Regions from separate parts of the Mus musculus genome. Here region 1 is linked to region 2. Evidence: chromatin contacts called from public HiChIP or PLAC-seq data. All regions are on one chromosome and are shown on one strand. Each heading gives the region's core, a stretch centred on a gene start, on an enhancer-like site or on the middle of the called end of the contact. The rest is flanking DNA. Distances are from core to core; before and after follow the strand shown. Region 1 overlaps Rb1 (RB transcriptional corepressor 1). Region 2 overlaps Gm4606 (NADH dehydrogenase [ubiquinone] 1 alpha subcomplex assembly factor 4).

Evidence for each region. HiChIP or PLAC-seq counts read pairs in DNA pulled down with a chosen protein or histone mark.
Region 1: an H3K27ac HiChIP or PLAC-seq map of extraembryonic endoderm stem cells shows a contact between it and region 2. The contact joins two enhancer-like sites. A contact is called at or near these places in 2 of 115 datasets of contacts at active chromatin or transcription factors (embryonic stem cells and extraembryonic endoderm stem cells).

What each region holds. Positions count from the first base shown.
Region 1 is chr14:73,252,046-73,256,276 of GRCm38.p6, reverse strand. All of the region lies in intron 17 of Rb1 (RB transcriptional corepressor 1), which reads left to right. Among named protein-coding and RNA genes, the nearest start is that of Lpar6, 16 kb to the right of the region's middle. Within about 2 kb of position 2,631, at least 121 of the 459 cell types and tissues checked have an H3K27ac peak or open chromatin away from gene starts, as enhancers often do. A contact at or near this core is called in embryonic stem cells and extraembryonic endoderm stem cells, where this site is marked.
Region 2 is chr14:72,844,943-72,848,640 of GRCm38.p6, reverse strand. The region is part of intron 1 of Gm4606 (NADH dehydrogenase [ubiquinone] 1 alpha subcomplex assembly factor 4); the gene reads left to right. Among named protein-coding and RNA genes, the nearest start is that of Gm41206, 5.1 kb to the left of the region's middle. Within about 2 kb of position 2,205, at least 26 of the 459 cell types and tissues checked have an H3K27ac peak or open chromatin away from gene starts, as enhancers often do. A contact at or near this core is called in embryonic stem cells and extraembryonic endoderm stem cells, where this site is marked.

The DNA of each region.
Region 1 (4,231 bases), core at 1,382-3,881, 410 kb before region 2:
AGTGTTGGGATTAAAAAAGCATGAAGGACCATGCTAAGCCCATTGCTTGTCTTTTAGAGAAAGAGAGAGAATAAGATATAAATAAAAAATAAAAAATGTGAGCCGGGTGTGGTAGCTCACGCCTTTAATCCCAGCACTCGGGAGGCAGAGGCAGGTGGATTTCTGAGTTGGAGGCCAACCTGGTCTACAAAGTGAGTTCCAGGACAGCCAGGGCTACACAGAGAAACCCTGTCTGGGGGGGGGGGGGGGAGTATTTTTATTTATTTACATGTTTTTCTTTCTGGTGTTCTTTATTTTTCATAGAGATTTAGATTTTCATCTGATTTATTTTCCTTCTTTCTCCAAGAACTTTTTATTCATTCATTTAAATTTTTTTGGGTTCACATCTATCTGTAAGGACTATTTCAACTTTTGTGTGGCTGGAAAAACAGGTCACTTCATGCTTGGAAGCTATTTGACTAAGCAAAGAAATCTAGGTTACAGCTTTCTTTTCCTGTTTAAACAAGCTGCTGTACTGTCTGGGTTTGCCTCCCTTCTGAAGTCACTGTGGTGTTTCTCTGCTGGGGAAGATTTCCTCTTTCTGGCTCCCTGTAAGATTTTCCCCCTATTGTTGGTTCTCATCCGTTTTCCCATAGCATGCCTTTATCTTGTCTCTGCTTTGGGTGTGTGGAAGTGTAGGATGTATCGCTCTTGGACAGCCAGGCCCTTAAGCACAGGTTAGGGTGTTCGTATTGACCTCTCTGCCTTCTCTTTTGAGGTCCCTCTTTTATGTGTATGTTAAGTTGCTTGTGGCTGTTGCCACACCCCTCCTCCTCTTTTAAAGGATGCTTGTGTGAGGTAGTTCATTTTAGAGGTTTCTATAGCTGTACCTTCAAGCTTATTGGTATTTTTCTTCTGAAGTATTTAATCTGCTCTTAATTTTATGTGCATACTAGACACTATATTTTTAACTCTAGAAATTTTTATTTAGATTCCTTTTATATCCCTTTAACAGATTTATGCTCCTTTGCCTTCTTGGACACATGGAACATAGGTGTTTATAACTTTTTAATCATCTAACTGCTTACTCTAATGTCTATTCTTTTTAGATGTGTTCCTATTGACTGATTCTCTCCTTTCTAACAGCCACTTGGTTTTTTTGCCTCTTGGTGATTTGTTTTTTGTTTTGTTTTTCGAGACGGGGTTTCTCTGTGTAGCCCTGGCTGTCCTGGAACTCACTCTGTAGACCAGGCTGGCCTCAAACTCAGAGATCCATCTGCCTCTGCCTCCCAAGTGCTAGGATTAAAGGCGTGCACCACCACTGCCTGGCAGTGATATTTTACTAGACGTTAAATATTGTGAATTTTGCCTTACTGGTTCCTGGATATTTTCATATTCTTAATAATATTCTTGAGTTGTGCTTTGGGACACATTTAAATTGTAAGTAGCTTAATTGTTTTGTACTCCCTCCCCTCCCTCCAGCTTTTTCTTTTTCTTTTTCTCTTCTTTTTTCTTTTTTTGTTTGTTTCTTTCTGATTCCAGAAACTTTTTCTAATTTCCCCCACTATCCAAGAGGTGATCTTGTAAGTACTTTACCTGCTGCTGCCTGTAGATGGATCATAAGCTCGTCTACTGTGGCAGGTAGGAAGCAGTTTGGACTCCAGCAGTGCCTCTGCTCCCCCAGGGCTTCTTCGTCTTTAGTCCTGGGGAGTTATCTCATGGGTGTGGACTGCTGTGCCCCAGCTGAAGTGGGTCTCCACAGACCTGCTCAGCTCTGTTGTGTGAATCCTGTCCCCTCAGTGCTGTTGACTTGTGTTTGTTGGGAGCCAGTGGGTTTCCATTCCCATCATTGTCTGTCGGTGTTTCGGCTAGGATACTTTCCCTGCAGTGGGCTGCAGCATGCTGTCTCATGGGACTCTCGTGGGCCTTTGTCCTGCTGCTCACCATTTGAGAACTGTTTTTTTGTTTTGTTTTGTTTTGTTTTGTTTTGTTTTGATTTATTTATTTATTTATTTATTTATTTATTTATTTATTTATTTCAGTTTTGTAGTTGTTTAAAACCACAAAATCTGGTTCTTGTTCTCCAGCAGGGCTGTCAGTTTCTAAGTGAAAGGCTTCATGATTGGTGAGATCCATATAACTATGATGTCGAAGTCCCTGAGGACTGTTTAGGACAGTGTTTCTGTGGGGGCTGTTCTGGAGTACAGCTGACTCTGTGGAGACACCGAAGTGCTAGTAGTTCATTATTTCCTCTTAATACTATCTAGAAAACCACAAGAAAGTTGTGTCTGTAAATACTGACAGACGTGGCTGACTCAGTCACCAAACACAAGGGAGTTTGCTTATGCAGCTAATTTGATTACTATGTTCTTATACATTAGTTTTGATCACTATACTCTTACATATAAAGGTTAAACATTTTTCTTGTCAGTTCTTTCCCCAGATATTACATGAAGCACAGTATTATACACCAGTACTATGGTAGTAAGTGACTCAGCCTGTTTGAGTCCTGATTTGGTAGCAAACTCACAAACAGATTTTTGAGATGTTTTGGTATCTTTTGAAAAGTCAGTGTTGACAGGAAGTGAACACAAAAGGGAGAAAAGCCTGTGGCTCTGTAAAAGCCAAGGAAGGAGCCAAAGAAAGAACCTGTATTGTCTGGTTCCGTGGTGAATCATTAACCTCTGGTGCACTGGGCACAAAGGTTGCGTGCCTGCCTGTGCTATTGGCTGTGAAACAATACGCTGGCTTTTTTTTTTTTTTTTTCTTTTTAAGTTACAGTTTACAAAGAATTGTGCCTTACAGGAAAACAATTGAATTGTGAGATAATGATTACTTGACTTAGTAACTTTTAAAACTGTGGGTTAGGACAATGACACAGCGCAGGCCATGTTGACAGTTACACAAGAACCAGGGGACTGGAATGTGATTTTTTTCTACCATGTGATTTTTTTTTCTTAAAATCAATTCTTTCTGAAAACATATCTTACCATGATCCATTTTCTCTTTAATATCACACCTCTATTTTCCACAATTCACTGTTATGGTCTTGGGTAACTTGGGAGACTTGACTTCACAGTCAAAGTGAAAAATATTTTATTTTGTTCAGAATACATTGTTGATACTGGCTGAAATAGGGCTCAGGGATATTCTAGGTTGTGTGTCTCTGACAAAAAGAATTACTTCATAGTTTCTAAATTATTTAAGAAAAGCCCTTTTTTTTTCCCAAGACAATACCGGGCCCTCATTTTCCTCTTCTTCTTTACTTCCTTTCTCCTTCTTTCTGCATATCAGCCATTTGGAAAGAACTGCAGTTGCCCAAGTGAAAGAAACAAAACATGAGAAATAGCCCCAAGCCTCCAAGGAACTTGTGATCTAGTAGAGAAGTGAATTACAGTGCTGTGCTGAGCTATGGCAAAAAAAAAAAGGAAAAAAGGAAGGAGGAAAGAGGGAGGGAAGGAAGGAAGATGACAGACCAGTAAGAGTCAAACTAGTGAGCACACATGGATGAGAGACTGCTTACAACAGATTTGGGAATGTGCAGCGATCGAGGATATGAAGGTGGCCCTAACAGTTACCTAAAACCCAGCATTCAAAAGCTGCAGCAGCAGTTTGTTTTCTGAGTTCTAGGCAGGCCTAGGTCACAGAAGGAGACCCTATATTCACAAACTAATGCACAAAGCAACCCCTCTGCAAATTACTCCTGATGAAGATGAAAAGCCAGCCATGAGTAAAAAGGAGGTATTTTATACAAGGGAAGACAGCAGACAATTTTCTGCAGTAGCTTTGTGTGCTAGTGGGGTGGGAGGGTTCTTGGAACAGTCTGTGCCTCCTTCTCTCACAAAGCCTGCTTTAGTACTTTTGCTCTCACGCTGACGATGCCATTGCAGACATGATTATGTTAGTGCACTGGAGGACTCATTCACTAAAGATTGCTACAGGCTTTTGTGTTTGCTTTTTTAGTTGTATTAGATTATATGTGTGAGTGTTTTGCTTATGTGTGTATATATATACCACTTGTGTGCCTCATGCCTGTAGAGATCAAAAGAAAACATCAAGTCCTCTGGAACTGGAGGTTCATAGGTGCTAGGAACTGAACTGGGTTTTCTACAAGAACATCCAGTGCTCTAACCATTGACCCATCTCTCCAGCCCCAAATGTTACACTTTTTAAACCAGTACTTGTCCTCTTTTCTCACAAGCGGGTACTTATTTCTCAGTGTTTTGGTATCTTACTGTTGCTTGAATTTTGG
Region 2 (3,698 bases), core at 956-3,455:
TGAACACTAAATCCCATGTCTATTTGAAGTTTTCATTTCTCTTTAACCTGGTATCATATCACGAACTTTACAAATTACCCAAGCCAGCTGAGAGGCGGCAGAGCAGGAAAACAGTGGCCTGCTATGTCCCTGTGATAGATGCTTTCTTGTGTTTATAGATGCAAATAGAGCCATTCCACCTTCTCAAATACTACATGACAATGGGGGGAGAGGGAAGGACATTGCACGGTTCCCCCAAGATGACAGTTAGAAGCAGACTTGACCTGCAAGTCCAGCATCACCTTCCAGGTATTTCTACCACCTCTGCAGCTGTTCCTTTTAAGCTGGGATAGGAGGCAGCATTCCTATTTTCAAAACAGCAAGTTCATAGAATGACCAAAGTAGGCATATTTGCTGCGACTGGCTCCCAGAAGCTTTGAAAGATGGCATTTTGGCATTTTGTTTGAAGCAATTAAACATATTTTTCTGCGCTTAAAATTTCCTCCTGTCACTGAAGAGTCTAAACAGATGATGAGTACCGCACAGGGAATCTTTGTGGGAAACCCTTACAGCTAAATGTCTATTTGTAAACCCAGCTGGTTTCCAGTTTAAAATATTTAAAGGAAAGAGAAATAATGTGCTTTATTTAAACATGAACTGAGGGAGGCCCAGGTCCCATCGATTGTCTGAGGGTTTAAAACTGCTATGCTCATAGAAGATATGGGGTCAGATGATCAGGCTGGGTAGCAGCAGACAAAGACTAGAGCCTCCTTTGGAGTGTCCTGACAATCTTGGTAATGGTTGACAGAGAAGTAAACACAAGCTGCCCTCTAGTCTTTTAATTCCCAAGTGGTAATTACTGTGAGACAGCTCTTAGCCACCTTCAGAAAAATCTGCCTGTACAGTCACAAGATACGGTATGCAAACCAAACCAAACCATCAAACAACAAAAGCAAGCGAATCTTGGAATGTTCTCCGTTAAATGCCAGCCGCAGATTGAACCATCTGTAGCTCTCGTGCTTCAAACTCCTCCTCCATTCCTATCCCAGGGTGTTTTGTTTACGGCCCACCCTCCCTTTACCTTTTGTCCTGCAAACCCAGAAGTCATCTTCTGCTCCTTACAGATTGGCAATGGCCACACCAAAGGTCAGGGTCCATTGTTGAGAGAGGAAGTACGACAAGCATACTAGCCTCAGCTAACATCTATTGAGCCCCTTTTCTGGGACTTGTTAGATACTGATAAAACTTCCCAACAATTCTCTGAGATAGGATTATTCCATTTGAAGATAAAGATGCAAAATCTCGAAGAGGTAAGCAGCTCACCGCGGGGCAGGGGGAGTGGATGGGGTGGGGTGAGTGGGGTGGGTCATATCAAATCGCAATTCAAAGCCAATCTGATTATCAGTTCCCTAACCGTAAAATGTTCAAGGAGCGGTGTGTTTACTGTTTCCGGTACCGCCGTCCTTTTTCTTTTCTTCATATTATTCACTCTTGTTGGCCCGTGCTGCTAATGTTATAGTTAATTTACGCAAACACAGAAGGTAATATGCCAAAGCTACTTTCATCAAGGCTTTCATCAGCCAATGGCTATCTAGGGATTAGACAAAGGTACCCGCCCCTTGTTTTGGGTGCTCAGATCTAGGCCAGGTATTTTCAGGGTTTCGGACGCTTATTTAAAGAACTGAAAAGAAGGGCTCACAGAGACGTGCAAGCAGTAGCATCGGTTAGAAAAGAAGGCATTTTGAACATTGATATCAGACCACGTGTTGTGGGTTCTCAAGGTACTCGCATTGCATTGTGGGATCTAAAGGAAGGAGAGACTGGTTACTAAGCGGAGCAGTTTGGGTGGTTCTCAATTTTGACTGATAGGTTATGTCACATAGCTACTCCTTTTTCCTACTGTGCGTGTCTTTTCCTATAGTGCATCTCATTTTTAAAATCGTGTGAACACCCGAATAAGCACAGGCCTAGGATGGTAAATAATCTTGGGGATTCATTTTGAGGACAGTTTTCCTTACTGCACAAGTATCCCACGCCAATTCCAGCCAGACTGGCCTTTCCGGCCTATCTTATACTAAGATACACGGGTAATGTACTCTAATAGACACTATCTACATTGGATTGTAGTTAGGAAAGAAGAAACCTCCCCTCTCCCCGGAGGGGTGTACATGTAGCTCAATGTGCATGGGCGTGGGAGGTAAGGAGTCGGGGGTGGAGAGGCTGGGATTTCTAGTTGCATTTGTTCGGAGAGAGCTGTGTGTGCCTAGTATATGCAGGTAAAGAAGCTAGGCAATCCGGTGCATCATTAAAAGAGGGACACATACAAGCCCAATTCTGGCAGAGTCCCAGGTTGCTAAGGTGGTTCCTGGGCTAGCCTCCCTGCTTTGAGCCAATTCCCTGTGGCTTTCTTTGATGAATACCCTCAGGCAGGACTCAACCTCTGCTCTGCACAAAGAGGCTCTGGGCTTGCCAAAGTGGCTTGAATGGTGTTTACTTGCAAATACAGTCATTTTACATGACAGTCATATCGTGACATCGTAGGGTTGCACACCCGCTGTCTGTTTTCAACCAACAAAAACAGCCTCATCTAACACATTCATATGCATGTTTATGAAATCTTTTGCTCTGAGACTCAAGTCCCAAGAGATTTTTTTTGAATAAATACTAGAGAGCTGGGTGCTGTGGAATAAATTCATTAAACTTAATAACCCTTAATTGGTAGACATGTAGGAGAAAGCTCTGTGTGCCTGATACAAGCATGTTCCTGAGAGAGAGAGAGAGAGAGAGAGAGAGAGAGAGAGAGAGAGAGAGAGCAGGATATTGCTATTAGGGAAATACATCTAATCAATACAGCTTGCCTGGATACAACTCAGGCTGGTGGGTAAAGGCAAGCACTGGTCTCTGCTGGGTCTGCTTTGAAAGCAGTGGCCTCATTCTGACCCTGATGTTAATCTTTTTCTCATTTAACCAAGAGTTATGCTGCTTGTCACTTGCCACATATAGCCACTAATGTAGAAAACTGAAGAATTTGCTTTGTTATGAGGAAAACCCTTATCACTAAGCAAGTTTCTAGGATTTATATCAGAAAATAAAATCTCCTCTGAACACATAATAGAAGCTAGTCATTTGGCATGCCAATATCCCTATATTAAATTATATTAGAGTCTTTATTTTTCAAGGAGTATTAGGTCAAGCTGTCTTATCAAAATCTAATTGAGTGAAAAGTTCTTTCTATCTGCCAGGAACCGAGAGTATGTTTCCCATTGGCATAAAACCGGTGCCTCTGAGGTGAACCTTCAGAGCTCACGTAATAGTGGCCTCCATTTTGGATGGCACACACTCAGACTGCATAAATCTCAGGCTAGAAAACACCCCGGTGAACTATCACGGTTTTGCTAGCCTTCACTAACTGGATAATAGAGCTATAATTTAGTCTGAAGTGTGTATGGGGAGGATCCATGCTGGGAATGTGAGCCTCAGAGGGTGCAGCCATCATGCCACTAATAGGAAGCCACACTCCTGTCAGCAAAATCCTCTCAAGTGGAGAGCTTCCTTCAGGATACACTGTGCTGAGAGTTAAAAAGAAAAAAAAAGTTTGTAAGAAAAGGAAGCAAATGTCAAACAGATAGCAGATTTATTTTCAGAGTTATGTAATACACACACACACACACACACACACACACACACACACACACACAAAGGCCTGCCACAGTGCAGAG